Linked DNA regions of Sus scrofa: region 1 is linked to region 2. A link is a contact called in public HiChIP or PLAC-seq data. All regions are on one chromosome and are shown on one strand. Each heading gives the region's core, a stretch centred on a gene start, on an enhancer-like site or on the middle of the called end of the contact. The rest is flanking DNA. Distances are from core to core; before and after follow the strand shown.

Evidence for each region. HiChIP or PLAC-seq counts read pairs in DNA pulled down with a chosen protein or histone mark.
Region 1: a contact with region 2 is called in an H3K27ac HiChIP or PLAC-seq map of alveolar macrophages. The contact joins the promoter of CWF19L1 here to the promoter of SLC25A28 in region 2. A contact is called at or near these places in 1 of 47 Hi-C or Micro-C datasets (heart right ventricle) and 1 of 2 datasets of contacts at active chromatin or transcription factors (alveolar macrophages).

What each region holds. Positions count from the first base shown.
Region 1 is chr14:111,387,623-111,390,322 of Sscrofa11.1, reverse strand. It overlaps CWF19L1 (CWF19-like protein 1), which reads left to right and starts at 1,414. Exons shown (of 14, transcript XM_001929531.7): 1 at 1,414-2,683. The coding sequence starts at 2,661.
Region 2 is chr14:110,804,242-110,806,941 of Sscrofa11.1, reverse strand. It overlaps SLC25A28 (mitoferrin-2), which reads left to right and starts at 1,311. Exons shown (of 4, transcript XM_003133165.4): 1 at 1,311-1,747. The coding sequence starts at 1,457. LOC110256623 (a long non-coding RNA gene) reads right to left here and starts at 1,211. Exons shown (of 2, transcript XR_002338384.1): 1 at 928-1,211; 2 at 1-342.

The DNA.
Region 1 (2,700 bases), core at 165-2,664, 580 kb before region 2:
TTCTTAACCTGCTGAGCCACAAAGGGAACTCCCTCTTTCTTTCTTTTTTTTTGTTTTTTCTTTTTAGGGCCGCACCTGTGGCATATGGAAGTTCCCACCAGAGGTCAAATTGGAGTTGCAGCTGCTGGCCTGTGCCACAGCCACAGCAATGCAGGATCCAAGCCGCATCTGTGACCTACACCACAGCTCACAGCAACACTGGATACTTAACCAACCAAGCAAGGCCAGGGATCAAACCTGCATTCTCATGGATACTAGTTGGGTTTGTTACCACTGAGCCACAATGGGAACTCCACCCATTATTGATTTGTTCAGATTTTCCATTTCTTCATGACTCAGGCTTGGTGGGTTATGTGTTTCTAGGAATGTATCCATTTCTTACAGGTTGTCCAGTTTGTTGGCAGATAATTGCTCATATAGTCTCATGATTCTTTGCATTTCTGTGGTCTTCCTTTAATTTATAATTTTATTTGAGTCCTATCTGTGTCTTGGTTAGTTAAACTAAAGCTTTGTCAATTTTATCTTTTCCAAAGCCAATTCTTAGTTTCTGATGAAACTTTTCTATTGTTCTCTATTTCATTTATTTCTGTTCTAATCTTTATTATTTCCTCCCTTCTGCTAGCTTTGGGCTTAGTTTATTCTTTTTCTAGTTTCTTGAGGTATAACGTTAGGTTAGTTTGAGATCTCTTTTTTCTTGATGTAGTCATTTATAGCTATATATTTTCCTTTTACAACTGCTCTTTCTTCATCCATACATTTTGGTTTGTTATGTTTCCATTTTCATTTGTCTCAAGATTTTCTTTTTTGTTTGCCCATTGGTTGTTCAAGAGTGTTATTTAATTTCCACGAGTTTGTGAATTTCCAATTTTCCTCCTATTACCAGAGGCTAGTTTCATGCCATTGTGCTCAGAACAGATACTTGATGTAATTTCTGTCTTCTTGAATTTATTAAGACTTGTAGCCTAACGCATGACGATTGCTTGTTTCATGTGCGCTTGAGAAGAATGTTTCCTAAAGCCAGATTTCTTAGCATGCATGCAATATTATTTCGTATTACTCTGACACTTAATGCTGTATTCAGCCATCTTGAACAAACTTAAATTCTCATGGATGAATTGTTTTTCATAAACTTTCTATTTTATAATAGATTTAGATTTGCTGGAAAATTGTAAAGATAACACAGAATTCCATATATGTTAAAATTTTTGGAATTCCCATCGTGGCTCAGTGGAAACGAATCTGACTAGGAACCATGAGGTTGTGTGTTCGATCCCTGGCCTTGCTCAATGGGTTAAGCTGTGGTGTAGGTCACAGATGCTGTTTAGATCCTGCATTGCTGTGGCTATGGTGTAGGCCAGCAGCTGTAGCTGCGATTTGACCCCCAGCCTGGGAATCTCCATATGCCTCGAGTGCGGCCCTAAATAATAATAACAATAATAATAATAAATATAACAATCCCATGGATGAGTTTTCATATGTTACTGTTATTTTCTCTTCCTGAAATTATTACCTGCCCATGTTTGACAAGCTATTAGTCTTCTTCAGGATTCAGTTTTCATCTCCACTCCTGGGCTGTGCTATATTACCCCCAAAGTAGAAAAAATTACATCTTTAGCATGCCAGCAGTACAGGGGCATCAGAATTTATGGGAGAGTTAACTTGATTTTTCCCAAAAAAGCATAGTAGTAGTTGTGAGGAAAACCAGAAATTTGTTCTCCCTGAACTTATTTTAAATTTTAGTTCATTTTTAATTGCTTGGCTGCCCATGGTGAGTCTTCCATGCCCCTCAATTGTCAGGAACTCTCCTTTGTTTCCATCTCCTTAACTGTTGTCACCTACCAATTGGTCTGAATTCTCAGAAAAAGCCGATGTCATGAAAAACAAACTAAAAAGTTAGAGGCGGAGTGAGGGGGCGGCTACTGTGGATTAAAAGAGACAAGATAGAGTAGAATCCTAGTGAGAAATTTGATTGGATCTTAAAACAAATAAAGGTATAAAATAAATTTGGGGGGAACAAAAGAACTTTTAAATATAAATGTGTGTTAGGTGAATATTATTGAACTAATGCTTATTTTTTTAGGTGTATTAATGGTGTTACCTTTGTGTCAGAGGATGTCCTTATTCTTAGGTAATACATGCTGAGATACTCCTGCTGTTTTCAATTTACTTTCAAGTGACCCTGACAATAAAAGTGCTATGCACTCCAAAGGACAGAACGGGGAGGGAAGAATAAATCTGTCAACTTGTTGACACTTATGAATACAGGCGATGGCCATTATTCTTTTGACATTTTGTTAAGTTTGAAACTTACAAAGATCACGTGTGGAAGAAGTCTGTCTTTCCCACGAGAGTAACATGGTTAGGTTGGGGCCATTGTTGTGCCAGGAGCTTTTTAGCAGCTCAATAATTTCAACTGCCCCAAAATAAGTTACAATCGGAATGCTTTTAGTCAGTCCCTCTTCCTCCTTCACTCTTTTGGTGGATTCCTCCTCGAGGCAAAACGACCTGAGAGAGGCTTCTGTCCCTCTGCGCTCTCCGTAGGTAACTGAGCTTTCATTGGCTGGGCGTGCAGACGGCTTACTGCTGTGTGACTGCATTTCATTTCCCGGAGGAGCGTGCGTTCGCTGAAGCAGGTCGTTGTAACCAGGTTATTAGGGCGAATGGCTCAGAAACCGCTGCGCCTGTGAGTGTCCCTGAGTC
Region 2 (2,700 bases), core at 62-2,561:
TCTGGAAACACTGGGGGAACCTGTGCAAATACGCTCCAGTGAAGGGAGATTAAAGAAGCTGGGCAGATGAAGTGGGCCAAGTCTGTCTTCCTCAACCGAGCCGGCAACTCTTAGCGATGCACCTGCGCAACGTCCCGTCCGGGAGATGGTGCCCAAGGCTGGGAATTGCTGGAACTGTTCTCTAACCAGTGAGCTCTCCTCTGAGACTCCAGCCCACCCGCCTGGGAGGGACAGCGGTCTCACCACAGAAGGAAACCGTCACTGGTCGGAGGGGTTCACCAATGAGTCAGCTCTGGGACAAGCTGTGCGTCCGACAAGTTTCCACATAGTTGCTGTGCTTCCCTACAAACATAGGCAGCTGCCACCAGCCTGGCCTCCCCATCCGTCTTCGTCTCTGAATCATCCCGCCTTATTTCGACATTTCCCTTCTCCTCCAGCTCTCTGCCTGGCGTAGGACCTAACAGCAGGCTTCCGGAGAACTCATTCACTCAACAACTGCAGGGTTTACTGGGTGAATGCGGGGCAAGCCCAGTGCCAGGCACTGGGGGCTGAAGAGCACAAGGCCTTCAGGAGTCCGCCCGCGCGCAGCCCTGAAGGACCAACACTCTCGATCTGACCTTAGTTTAACGGGCTGCTGCCAGCATGTCGCAACAGTTTTACCGACAAGTCGGCGGGCCACGCCAGGGGATGCCCGGCCCAGGCCCGCCCCGCCCCACGCCATCCAGAGATCCCGCGGGAACAGAGCTCTCGAGCCAAGGCCACCCGCCAGCAAGCGATCCTCGAGTCTCGGGATTCGGGGCGGGGGCTCGAGAACGGGTCCTAACGGCATCCGTCAGCGGTTTGACCTTGAAAACCTGGCACCGCCCTCCCCTTCCACCCCCCCCGTCTTCACCCCACCAAACCCGGCTGCAGTGCCCACAGCCTCACCGGCGCCAGTCCGGGGCCCAAATTCCGCCTCGATAGCCCCTGGCGCTTCGCCCTCTTGCTGTAGCCAATCAGATTCCGACGTGGTGCTGGCCAATGGCCGCGGTCAAAGTATCAAGAGTGGTTGAGCCTATCAAAGTTTAGCCTTAAGTTTCTCCCGCCCTCTAGAAAAGTCGGAGGGCGGGTTTATCTTACATGTCGGCCAATCAAATGGCCAATAAACAAGACACCTCCAAGATCAAAGGGGAAGGGGTGGGATCTAAGCAGTAGCAACGCCGCGGGGCGGAGGAATGACAGGCAACTTTACTAATACCACAGACATATTTTTTCTACGTAAACTAAGGGGAGGGGCTATCTTGGCGGCTGCACCAATGGCTGGTTGAGGGGCGTGTCTTCGGGGCCAAGCGGGAGCCCGAGGCCCCGGGCTCCCTGGGCCGCGCCTGAGGCAGACGCAACGGGGCTGGGGGGCGGCGGCGGCAGTGGCGGCGGCAGCGGCGGCAGCGGGGGTGGGCGCCGCAGCTGGCCTGGGTGGATGGAGTTGGAGGGGCGGGGTACTGGCGGTGTGGCGGGGGGGCCGGCAGCGGGGCCGGGGCGGAGCCCCGGGGAGTCGGCGCTGCTGGAAGGGTGGCTGCAGCGGGGCGTGGGCCGGGGGGCCAGCGGCGGGGAGGCCGGGGCCTGCAGGCCCCCGGTAAGGCAGGATCCGGACTCCGGCCCAGACTACGAGGCGCTGCCGGCTGGAGCCACTGTCACCACGCACATGGTGGCGGGCGCCGTGGCAGGAATCCTGGAGCACTGCGTGATGTACCCCATCGACTGCGTCAAGGTGAGACCTGGACCTGTTCTGAACCCAACCTGGGGCTGACCTGACCCCTGGGTCATGTCCGGAGTCAGGGTCTCAGCCGAGAGCCGGAGCCGACATGGGTTCCTTTCTGGCTCCTGTCACCAGCCACGCTATTCGACCATACTCCATGCAAGCAAGGTTCCGGTCAGGAATTGATTCCAGTTAGGAACCAGGACCATTTTCTAACCTTCAGTGAGATTTGAATCGGGACTCTGGAAAGAAAATCTGTCAGCCAAAGGCCTGGATCCCTGCTGGGACTAAACAGGAGTAGGGTCGGGTGGGAAGGGAGCAGGTAAGTGCTACTAACTTGATTAAGGTGAAGCCTACTGAAGACCTTGAATAGGATCTTAATGGCTTGAGATGTTCTCTGGCAAATGCTCTTACAAGCTTCTTGCTGTGTTTTCCCTTAAAAGAGACAGGGCAGGAACCAGAATCTGGGATCTCTCAGTTAGATAAAGGATTTCCTTATTAAATCTTAACCCATGAGTGATTTGAAATCACTGTGCAGTCAGAATTCAGAGTTCCTGACTGGAAATAATGTGGGAAAGATGATGTTCAGGAAAAAGTTTCGGTTTCTCTATGCAGCAAGCATGATACCCCACCTATTTCCTGACCATGAAAATTGAGCTGGGATGGGGATTGTGTATGTGCAGGGAGCACAGTGGCCCTCAAAGGAGAAATGGACCTCATGGTGTATTTTTTAGCCACTTGAGGTAGACAACAAGAGAAAAGTTGCTTAGAAGGGAAGCATGGCAATACTGGAAAGTAGATGTTAGTGTGAAGAAAATAAAATCGGATCCATACGAGGATGTGATTCATGTGAAAGTAAAACTTAATTTTTTTATCCACACCAAGCAGCCTGATGAGTGGGTCCAAGAAGTCAGGTACTTGTGAGAAAAGCTGGGTGAAGAGGGGAACAGATTCTTTACAGTTCT